Regions from separate parts of the Macaca mulatta genome. Here region 2 is linked to region 1. The links are chromatin contacts, called in public Hi-C maps. All regions are on one chromosome and are shown on one strand. Each heading gives the region's core, a stretch centred on a gene start, on an enhancer-like site or on the middle of the called end of the contact. The rest is flanking DNA. Distances are from core to core; before and after follow the strand shown. Region 1 holds the start of TMED7 (transmembrane p24 trafficking protein 7). Region 2 holds the start of COMMD10 (COMM domain containing 10).

Evidence for each region. Hi-C and Micro-C count contacts between places; a contact is called where the count stands out from the background.
Region 2: a contact with region 1 is called in a Hi-C map of liver, with 3 times the contacts expected there. The contact joins the promoter of COMMD10 here to the promoter of TMED7 in region 1. A contact is called at or near these places in 2 of 14 Hi-C or Micro-C datasets (CD4 T cells and liver).

Annotation. Positions count from the first base shown.
Region 1 is chr6:124,588,731-124,594,937 of T2T-MMU8v2.0, forward strand. It overlaps TMED7 (transmembrane p24 trafficking protein 7), which reads right to left and starts at 2,478. Exons shown (of 3, transcript NM_001204339.2): 1 at 1,905-2,478. The coding sequence starts at 2,096.
Region 2 is chr6:125,102,961-125,109,167 of T2T-MMU8v2.0, forward strand. COMMD10 (COMM domain containing 10) reads left to right here and starts at 2,949. Exons shown (of 8, transcript XM_078005113.1): 1 at 2,949-3,017; 2 at 5,381-5,471. The coding sequence starts at 2,977.

The sequences.
Region 1 (6,207 bases), core at 1,228-3,727:
CACAAATCTCTCAATCTTTTTGCCCCTCTCAAATTCATCGCATTCCTAAACCACAATCCAGACAGGACTATTGCCACAACTTCCTGAAAGGTCTTCCCACTACCCAATATCTTCTCCCTCTAACTCAGGGTTTCTCAACCTTGGCATTATTCCCATTTTGAGCTGAATAATTCTGTGTTGTAGGACCCTGTACTGTCCTGTGCACTACAGCACGTTAAGCAGCATACCTGGTCTCTACCTACTAGATGCAGGTAGCTGCCCTTCTAACATGATGGCAAATGTCTCCTGGGAAGGAGGGGTGCCAATCTCCTCATCCTTCCTCATTCCCCACTGAGCAATCACTTAAAAACTTTTTGATAATTACCTGTGGCCTGCAGAAAAATCGAAACCTGTTAACAATGGTATACTATTCACTGTTCTTCCTCCCAGGTAGCTTCAGAACCTCTTTTATTCACAGCCTTACTCATTCTATGTTCCCAAAATGCCACACTACCAGAAATTCTCTGAACAAGTCTTTGCTTTACATCTGCACTGACGGTGCAGTTCAACAGGGTTTGCTAAAGAAGAATCACAGGGCTCAAAATGACAGTGTTTGCAAATCTACAGTTTAATACTGTATGTTATAATGTCATAAATCTACAGTTTATATTATATGACTATATATGTCTATGTAAGCTCTCTGAGGTCAGAGTCAGTCTCTGGGAGGTAGTATAATAAAGTGGTTAAGAATTTAACTTGGGACTGAAAAGAGTCCCAAAAGGAAAAGAATATAAAACATCACAGCCAAAGGCTGTCTCACAGCAAGAGGTCTGAAAAGGTCAGGTGTGGGCTCCTTTGTCTTCCCTCTGTTAGGTCTGTGGCCAGACACATACTCGCTCAGATCTGGAACCACCCAAGTGTGCAAACAAAACACCCTGGAACCAAGGAACACAAAATGGAGTCTTGACCACATTTTAAAATATTTCGCTGGTCACATAGGCATATTCCTGCTATGAAGCTAGTCTCAACAACAGAGCTCTGTGTTGGGGGTGTGGTCTCACCAAGACCAGGAGCAAATCATCAATCTCACTGTTACCAATAAATAATGTTGACAAACTGGTACAAACTGCCCCCAAAGCCCTTGGACTCACAGTCACAAAGCTATTATAATAGCTTTACATTAAAGCTAATAATATATAGTTTTGTGACAATATATGTAACTATAGTCACAAAACTATTATTATTCAGTGTATTTCACTGTCATGCACAAATGTTAGCAATATAGCTCAGGCTAATTTCAGGCCTGCTGGAACTGTCATGAACATATCTGCCTAGGGCCCCTTCTTCTCTCCTCTGCTGCCTTGTCGAACAACGGCTACTTACCTTGCAGACTCAGCTCTAATATCAGCTCCTCAGCTAAATTTCCCAATGATCCTTCTGTCTTCTGCCAGCACTATACCTAGTGTGTACCTTTATTGTTGCATTTAACATTTTATGACTATATATGTCTATACAAGCTCTCTGAGGTCAAACTCAGTCTCTGGAAGGTAGTATAATAAAATACTTCAAATTCAATTAAATTGGAAGTGTGGATTAGAGAGTTGACACTGGGTACTATAGAATATAAATGATTTTCTTTAAGGGAATATTTTAAGGAAGGAAGTTCAATAGGCCTTAAATATGAGAATGGAAAGAAATGCTAGAGGGAGCATTTCTGGAATTCATACATTTTAACATCCGGTCTTAACATCTCTCACTCCAGGTTTATTAGAGGAAAGTCAAATGCTGGGCATCAGCTACCTGGAAGCGATTTTTGAATTAGCCTAAGAACGGGTTAACACGGACAGGAAAGTGCCATCCCTCAACTTACACCCCCAGCCCTGGAGCCGCGAGTTGGGGCCCAGGGACTGCTAGGCCCCTGATACCTGGAACTCCAGGGTGCACTTGGTGCCCTGAGCGATGTCCTCGTAGAAGCACTGCTTGGCGTTGTCAGGAAGCTCGAAGGTGATCTCAGAGGCGCCTCCGGGTCCAGGCACCAGCAGCAGCAGTGCGAGCAGCCCGCAGCCCCAACGGCCCGCGGCGGCCGCCCAGCGCTGCGCGGACCCCGGCCGCGGCATCCCGAGAAGTCGGCGGCCTCAACCGAGCTGCAAGACGCAGGGTCAGTTCTGCGCGGACTCACCGCGCGCGGCAGGCCTCAGCGCAGGCCGCCCCGCAAAGATACACGGCAGAGCAGGTTCGCGCCTGTGGGAGATTCGGGATCAGATCTACCCTCCGGGTTCCTATGAGGGGCGCAGAGGGGCGCACCAGGGGAGGTGAAAGAGAAGCGGAAAAGGACTATGAGGGTCGGAAGTGGGGATTAGCCCTTGGGGGGGAAGGGGCGGAGCCTGAGACACCGGCTCCCGTGACCCGGATGTGTTCTCCTCCGGGGACAGGCGTTAGAGTGCGTACGTGGAAGCCCGCGAGGCGTTGGCTCTTCTTCCGTCGCAGCCTGGGACGAGGGGCGGGGCCAGAGTCGTGGGTGGAGAGGGGCGAGGCCAGGAAAAGGGGAGTGGCGGCCGCGGTGGTTACAGGCTATTGGCGAGGGTAATTACGCTCCACTCACTCGCTTTTTTTTTTTTTTTTTTTGAGACAAGAGTCTCGCCCTGTCACCCAGGCTGGAGTGCAGTGGCGCCATCTGGGTTCACTGCAACCTCCGCTGGGAACTTAGCGCTGGGGAGCATCGAGGGAGTGGTAAAGGGCTCATTTTGCCCTAGGGTGCTAATCTTTGGTGGTAGAGCCCTCTGCAATTTGCAGAGTTTTCTCATAAGTAATAATAAATATTTGGACAGGAGCTGGACAAGGAGTGCGAATTCTAAGAGCAGACTGCAGGTGTTTTGCCATGTACTGGCTGTGACGTCCGGCCACTTGCTTAAACTCTCTGCCTCAGTCTGTCTGTAGAATGGAGATAATAACACCTACCATAGAGAATTATTACAAAGTTTCAATATTTGGAAAAACTACTTAGAAGTGGTTGGTACATAGCAAGCACTAGATGAATTTTTGTTACATAAATTAAACGTCTTCGAGCACGCCTTATCATCAAGCACTGTGCTGAGCACATTACATATATTATGTCATTCCATCCTTCAAACAACCTCATAAGGTATTATTACGCCTTTTCACTGATGAGAAAATTGAGTATCAAAAACATTGAGTAACTGCCTATGATCACACCACTGATTTGTGTTGAAGTGCTTAAAAATAATAGTATTAATAAGTAATAATAATAACAGCTAACAGGTGATGATTCTTATAGTGCATTATACATTTTCTCATACATTATACACACGAAGTAGATATTATTCCTTTTCAAATGATTAGATGAGGGTCTAGTCAGCAGAAGATGAGTAGAGGGTTTTATGAAAAGGAAATAGAGGCAGATAGAAAGCAGTCAGACAGGGAAATGAGAGGGTGAGAGTAGGGGTGAGTGGGTAGTGGGGTATGAAGGGAGGAAGATGCAGGGCTGCTGTGCAGTCCTCCAGCCGCCTGAAGTGCCCAAAGTCTCCACAGTGGGGAAATGAGGGGAGAAGATTTGAAGTCAAGGTTCTTAGTTATTGGGTGGGGATCTGGGGAAGGTTGAGCCTTCCTGAGAAATGGGCCAGAAACCGAAGCATTATTTGTCTTAGTGAGTAGGAAGAAATCTGAATTCGAAAAGAGAAAACATGGGTTCTTATTTACTAATTATGTGACCCGGGACAAGTAACATTGATCTTCTAAATAAACCTCAGTTTCTTCATACATCAAATGGTAATACAAACAAACAGACACAAAAGGATGAATACGATTAAAATCACAATGCAATACATTACATACTGCTAGATAGGCAAAAATTTTAAGTGTAACAGTAACAGATATTGGTCAACTTACAGAGCCACAAAACCTCTTATACACTGCTAGTGAAAAAGCAAATTGGTTAATTAAGTTGGAAAACAATGTGCTGTTATCTAATAAGGTAGAATATATGTATACACATAACACACACACCTATATTCAGTGTGTGTGTGCATATATATATATATATATATAGCCTGGAATATATAGCCACGGCCTGGAAATTTCACTTTACATATATTTATAGAGTATATGCTTTAGAGCAGTGGTTCTCAAGTGTTGCTCTGAAGACCCCCAGAGGCCTCTTGAAACCCTGTCAGAGGGTATGTAATGATCTGTGTGAAGCTGGATTTTCATTATATATTTCAACCAAAACAGCACAACAGAGTGAATATCAAAGGAAATGAGCACCCAGCTTCTTCTATAAATCTAGATTATGAAAGATTTATGAAAATAAGGTCACTCTTCTTGCTAAATTTTTATTTGGAAAATATTTTTATTAAAAGGTGTTATTTATGTAAATGTGTGCAGTGAGTTGCATTGTGTCCCCCTAAAAAATACATGTTCAAAGTTTCAACCCCTCCACTCCGTGAATATGATTTTATGTGGAAATAGGGCTTTTCACAGATGTAATTAAGTTAAGGACCTCAAGATGAGGTCATCCTGGGATTTAGGGTGGGCCCTAAATCTAAAGACTGTTATTCTTATGGTATGGTTTGGCTGTGTCTCCACCCAAATCTCATCTTGAATTGTAGTTCCCGTAATCCCCACATGTCATGGAAGGGACCCGGTGGGAGGTAATTGAATCATGGGGGCAAGTTTTTCCCATGCTGTTCTCGTGATAGTGAGTAAGTCTCATAAGATCTGATGGTTTTATTGTAGTTCCCATAATCCCCATGTATCATGGGAGAGACCTGGTGGGAGGTAATTGAATCATGGGGGCAGGTTTTTCCCATTTGTTTATGTTTCCCATAAAACAGTATTCGTGTTTATAATGCACCAATCGTGTTTATAAACATATAATGCACGTATAATGCATTGTTCATGTTTGTAACAGGTAGTTAGCTACATGAGATCTGATGGTTTTATAAAGGGCAGTTCCCCTGAACACGCTGTCTTGCCTGCTGCCATGTAAGATGTGCTTTTGCCATGTAAGATGTGCTTTTGCCATGTAAGATGTGCTTTTGCTCCGCCTTCGCCTTCCACCATGATTGTGAGGCCTCCCCAGCCATGTGGAACAGTCAATTCATTTAACTTATTTTTCTTTATAAATTACCCTGTCTGGGGTATTTCTTCATAGCAGTATGAACATGGACTAATACCCCTTATAAGAGAAGGGAAGATTTCAGATGCACAGACACAAAGATACAGGGGGCAGAGTGGGAGGAGGGGAATGGCATATTGAAGACAAAGATACAGATTGGAATGATATGTTCACAAGTCAAGGAACATTAAAGATTGCCCATAGCTATGGGAAACTAGGAGAATGGCTTGGAACAGTTTCTCCTTCAGAGTTTCCAGAAGGAATCAACCTTGGCAATACTTTACTTGCAGACTTCTGGACTCTACAGTTCTGAGAGAAAAAATTTCTGTTGTTTCAAGTCATCACATTTGTAGTAATTTGTAACGGGATCCTTAGGAAACTAATGCAACGTGTAATGGGTTTATTGTTTATTTTAAATGAATTATCAAATATTTTAAATGTCTCAGATCTCAATAACTTTTATTGGACATTTTTAAATTTTAATATTTTTACTTAATCTTTAATTTTTACGATTCTGAGGCCCAGCTGAGAACATGATGGCTCACACCTGTAATCCTAGCAATTTAGAAGCCTGAGGTGGGAAGATTGCTTGAGCCAAGGCATTCAAGACCAGCCAGGGAAACATAGTGATACCTCTTCTCCATAATAAGTTTTTAAAAATTAGCTGGGCATGGTGGCACATGCCTATAGTCCCAGCTACTTGGAAGGCTAAGGCAGGAGGATCGCCTGAACCTAGGAGTTTGAGGTTATAGTGAGCTATGATCACACCACTGCACTTCAGCCTCAGTGACAAAACCAGATCCTCTCTTAAAAAAAAAAAAAAAAAATTCTGAGACTAAAAAGTATGAGAATCACTACTTTCAAGAAACTCATGCACAGGTATACCAGGTATACCAGAATATGTATACGAGACTACTGAAAGCCAAAGCCTAGTAACAGTCTCAACTGGAAATACCCCATATATCTATAAATGTAGGTATATGTAGGTATATTCAAAAATGAGACATAACACAGCAATGAGAATGAACATATTATAGCTACACAGCACAACATTGCAGAATCTTACAAGCATGATGCCAAAGAAAGTGACAGAA
Region 2 (6,207 bases), core at 1,699-4,198, 510 kb after region 1:
AACAACCAGTACCAGCCATTGCAAAAACATATGAAAATGTAAAGACCATCGACACTATGAAGCAACTGCATCAACTAATGGGCAAAATAGCCAGCTAGTATCATAAGACAGGATCAAATTCAGACATAACAATATTAACCTTAAATGTAAATGGACTAAATGCCCCAATTAAAACACAGACTGGCAAATTGGGTAAAGAAGCAAGATCTATTGGTGTGTTGTATTCAGGAGACCCATCTCGCGTGCAAAGACACACATAGGCTCAAAATAAAGGGATGGAAAAATATTTACCAAGCAAATGGAAAGCAAAAAGAAGCCAGGGTTGCAATCCTAGTCTCTAATAAAACAGACTTTAAACCAACAAAGATCAAAAAAGACAAAGAAGGGCATTACATAATGGTAAAGGGATCAAGGCAACAAGAAGAGCTAACTATCCTAAATATATATGCACCCAATATAGGAGCACCCACATTCTAAAGCAAGTTCTTGAAGAGCCTACGAAGACACTTAAGACTCCCACACAATAATAGCAGACAACTAAAAGGACTTTTCATGGACATAGATGCCTATACTCCAGAGAATGCAGAAATGTCTTGGGTGAGGTTCTCATTTGAGGTGTGAAACTATTCACAGCATCACGCCTTTATAGAAACACGTGGTAATAAGAAGTAATCAGTCCATCATTGAAAATGAAGAGAATTAGAGTAAGTGGCCTCTGTGTCTACTGGAGACTTGCTTGTGTGAAAATCTTAAGAGGTCTGGGTTTTGTGTTCTAAGGAGGGTAGAGTATTTCTTTTACATACGTCACATTATTTAAATCGCATTAAGATCCAGAGGAACAGACATTATTCTCATCCCCATTACAGATTGAGAATGAGAAACTTGTTGAGGTTAAGTACTTTGTCCAAGGTTACACGGATTTGGGATTTGAGCTATCTTGATGCTCTTTTGCTCAAAATTCTGGCTGTATATTTTTAAGGCAATCAGAGGGTGAACTTCATTAGGGATCTGAAACAGTTTTAGTTGGTTAGTGGTTCTACTTTAGGAAAGGAATCAAGACAAAAGGGAAATGATTCAAAGAATGAGGGAACTGGGACCCTTTTAAGTTGCAGATGAGGTAATCTGTGTTTGGATCAGAGACCTATAATTTATGTAGATTCACATACATCTTTTTCAGATATGCATACATTGGGGACTGTAGAGTGTTGTGGAACTAAATGTATTTGTATGTGTTCAACACATTGTATAATTGACTCAATTATCCATGTGGAGATTATTCACATTTAATTTGCAATCTGGTTTCTCCTTTCAGTTAGGTTGTTCTTGGGCTGCTCCAGGAATGCCAACTAATTTAAATAATAATTTAAGTAAAACATAATTAGGAAGGAAAATTAAATTCAATTTTTTGGCAGCTCTTGAATATTCTACTGCTGAAATGTAACTAATCCATCCACTATCTTTTAATTCACCAATGCCTTTTTAGTACCACAGGATTTTATTGCTTTCCATAGATTATTGCAGTAGTTTCCAGGTAGCCCTCCTGCTTACCTCTTTCCACTCCAATCATCATTCTGCTGACAGCAACCTTCAAAAAAACCAACTCCCATTGCAAAATTTCTTTGCTTCAAAACATTTAATGGATACAAAAAACAACTTAATGGCTACCCATTTCTCACCAGATTAAGTGCACATGCCACAACCAGTCATTAAAGGCTTTTTCTAGTCTAAATTCCTGTTCTTCAAACGTCAAACCGTCCTTCTACTCTACTGACCTGAAACATATTGCCTCACCCTCCACACCTCTGCAGACCCACCGCATTTGCCACCTGCCCTAGGAAGCTTTTCCTGATCTTACCTCTGATGCCTTTCACTGCTCCCACATCTGAATTCCTTTAACTCACTCCATGTTTTTCTCAAAGGCAGATCAAGGTATTTATGCAAACATGGTGTCTCCCTAGTCTTGGATGAGGTCCTTGACATTACTCACTGCAGCGATTCATCTCCCCTGCTCTGCAGTGTCAGACTCTAAAGAAGGGTGCAACAAATACTTGTCCATTTAGACTGCTGGCAAACCCTGAGAGCAGGAATTTTGGCCTTTTGTATCTCCCGTGCCTAGAACAGCGCTTGGTACACAGTAGGCGCTCATTCATTGAACATTGCTGAAGGAATTGAACGTACATACTACAAGCCCTGCAGATGCAGATACAGGAGGGGGTGATGGCACAGTGCTTAGGGTGGAATTGGAGGCACCACCTCTCCTGAGGGGTGATGCGCAGCTTCCTGGGCAGGCTCAGGGGAGCTGGCTGAACCGCCTGCCTCTCCGCAGGCCAAACGCTGGAACCCACACATTACCTATCCAAGTATGTACACACAGGCTCACTTAAATCTGCCCTATTAAAAAAATATACCCACACACGCACACACCACGTATCCAAGCATCAAGCATGTACACATGGGCTTGCTTAAACCTGCCCTATTAAAAATAATATATATATATGCACATACATACACACACATATCTATCCAGGTCTGTACATGGACTTGCTTAAACCGGCCCTATTAAACACACACACACACACACACACACACACACACACACACACACACACACACAGGTCTGTACATGGACTTGCTTAAACCGGCCCTATTAAACACACACACACACACACACACACACACACACACACACACACACACCTGTCCACGTATGTACATACATATATAATACATAAATACAAAGACATATATATGCACAGACTTAAGTCCAACACGATTGTAGTGTCGGGAGGACAACTGGGCCGCCCTCTCCGCCCTCCAGGACTGCGGGACAGGTCTCCGGCCGCCGGGGTCGCAGGAGCCCCAGAGCTCTAAAGCGGCCCCGGCGCGGCTTGGGCCTTCCGGCTTTCCGTCCGCCGCGGCCGCCATTGGCTGGCTTCGGCGCAGCTGACAGACGGCGGCAGTGCGAGAAAGTCGAGGATGGCGGTGCCGGCGGCGCTGATCCTACGGGAGAGCCCCAGGTAGCTGATCCGTTAAGCTCCTGCGGTAGCGGGCTCGCACAAGGCTGACCTTGCTGCCTGCCGCCTGGCCGCCGCGGCGGACCCGGTTGGGTGGGGTGGGCTGCCGAGGTCGCGACGCTGGGTCTGCGGAGTGCGTGGGGCCGTGTAGCGCCTTTACCTTCACGGTGGTCCACCTGTGGGGCTCACAGTGCGCTTGGCAGCTGAGGTCTGTATGGAAGCGTGTGGTCTGCAAGCATGAGGTCTGCGTCACTGTTTGCGGAGTTTGGTATCAGAAGTTCCCGGGCGCTGCCTTGAGTGCTGCTGAATCACGTGGGACGGTATTCCGTTTCCGATTTCAGTTCCCGTTCGGACCCTGTGGTGAGAAAGGCTCACACTGGTGCTGGACCAACATGTGTTAATACCCCTTTTAAGTCAGGATCGAATATGGGACCGAATTTTTGATTGGTAACAGAATCTAGCCTGGCTTTGGTAGCATTTGCTTTTGTTTGCATTTTAAACAAATTTTTAGTTAATTTCTACTTATGGTAAATTAAGCTGGTTGTCCATGGTGGTGACATACAGTTCCCCTTTAACATTATTTAAGTAAAAAAAGACTTAATTTGTGAAAAAATAAGTAATAGTGCAGGTAGTGTGTGGATACAGAAAAAGTACTGAAGTATATAGGCAAAATAGTGTTCGGAAATAATTTCTTTGTGCTTGAATTGGGCAGGAATCTTCCAGAAGAAAAGAGTTATTTTAAAGTTTTTCCTTCTTCCTGGATTCCTTTTGTTACCAGTGGAGGGTGTCCAGGTTCTTGGCGTCTTGAACAAAGAACTGGAGAAGACGCACAAACAAAGCGAGGAAAGAATGCAGAAATTTATTGAAAATGAAACTACACTCTACAGTGTGGAAGTTGCCTGAGCATAGGGGCTGAAGGGCCCCTACAGAATTTTTGGGAATTTAAATAACCTCTAGAGGATTCCATTGGTTACTTGGTGTTCTCCCTATGTAAATGAAGAGGATGAAGTAAAGTTACAAAGTCATTTACTCCGCCTATGCCCTATATAGAGGACATTTCCTGTCATAGCTGAAGTGTGAATCAGCCTTATGTTCCCAGCCTCCCGACCCTATTTTCCTGCCTCACTTTGGTTCTGATTGCCAGTTTCTTTCCTCATACCAGTGTCTTGGGGAACACTGCTACATCAGTAAACAGTATCCAATATGGTGCAGTAAAGAATTGTTCTCATCTCATCATTTAAAGTTGATTGTTACAGGACAGGTGCTGTGGCTCATGCCTGTAATCCCAGCACTTTGGGAGACTGAGGCGGGCAGATGTCTCTTTTTTTTTTTTTTTTTTTCCTGAGAAGGCGTTTCCCTCTTGTGCAGGCTGGAGGGCAATGGCGCCATCTTGGCTCACTGCAGCTCTCCCCTCTTGTGTTCAAGTGATTCTCGTCCCTCAGCCTCCCAAGTAGCTGGGATTACAGGCGCCCACTGCCTTGCTCAGCTAATTTTTTTGTATTTTTAGTAAAGATGGGGTTTCACTGTGTTGGCTAGGCTGGTCTGGAACTCCTTGCTTCAGGTGATACGTCCTCCCTGGCCTTGCAAAGTGCTGGGATTATAGGCGTGAGCCACCGCAGGACTGATTGAGCTCAGGAGTTAGAGACCAGCCTGGGCAACAGGGCGAAACCCCATTTCTACAAAAAATACAAAAATTAGCCAGCGTTGTGGCCTGTGCATGTAGTTCTAGCTACTTGGGAGGCTGAGGCACGAGGATTCCTAGAACCCAGGAGACAGAGGCTGTAGTGAAGTGAGCTCATGCCACTGCACTCCAACCTGGGTGACAGAGCGAGACCCTATCTCAAAATTGATTATTATTGTAATAATGAAGTTGATTATTACAATCGAAAGAGGGTTTTAAAATAACTATGTCCTTAGTGACCCCAAATAATTTTGTACATAGTATTTGAAAAGTTACTTGCCTTGTAGTATTCTTTAAGTTTTTGGTGTAATTGCCATAATTGCTATTCCTCTCCTCCCACCACTTTCAGAGTTCCGTTTTTGGGTTAAGTGGTTATATAAACACTCTACTAGATTAATGCTCTTCCGCTGCAGAGTAGAAGCTTTCCCTAGTACTTTGGTTTGCCCAAAAGCAAGAGAAAATTTGCCAAATGGACCTTTTCAGCAGAAGTAATTTTGGGGGCATCTTTTTGGAAATGTTCAGGTTGCCCTGCCCTTTTTGCTGGCTGTCATCTGTTTTTCTTTATTTCACTCAGATTTACCATACAGCAATCAGAGTTGTTGGAATGAAAACTTAAGATAACTATAGAAAGTACAGTTCAACTTGGAAAGCTCATTTTACAACTTTGTTTTATAATTTTCTTTAGCATGAAGAAAGCAGTGTCACTGATCAATGCAATAGATATAGGAAGATTTCCACGGTTGCTCACTCGGATTCTTCAGAAACTTCACCTGAAGGTTTGTATTTTTGTGTTTCCACACCTTGTAATCTTCCTTCTGATTTAATTGAAAGTCTGATTATTTGGAGAACTTTTTGCAAAGCCATAACTTTTCCAGTATGTTCTTAGGGACACTGGTTCTGTGGAAGATTTGATAATGTTTTGTGGTCAAAAGTTTGAGAAACTCTGTCTTCAATAAAGTTAAATTTTTTAAATTATGGAACTTTTCAGAGTATTTTAGATGCTAGTGTTTGTGGTACGTATGTGAGGGTGATTATGGCAGGTAACATTTTCCAAATGTGTTTTGACCTTGGATCTGTTTTATTTTGGTATGTATTTTGGGACTAATGTTCTACAAAATCTACTTTAGGGAAAAATTCTGATGTCTTGGTTTGATTTTTCCCCTTAAAAATAATTCTGTGTTTTTTTCTATCAACTAGTATTTAATCTTTCAGTTAATTTTGTTCTTCTTTCACTTTTATTTTAAGGGTATGGTTGTTTTGGACATGCGAATGCTTTGTAATTCTCTACCTGGCCCAATCCAAGTTAATTTATCAAGTTATAAAAATTTGATTCCATCTGACGTATTTATGGAGCACACACTAACTGCTCTATGCAGTGCCGGGTATCATCATCCAGTGAGAACCAAGACTCTTACTCTTTCCTCTTCTTTTTCCTCGCCAAGAGCCAGCCTCAAAACCATGCCTTTCCCCTTCGAAGTGTCTTTCAAGTCCAAGTTCTCACAATTCTACGTC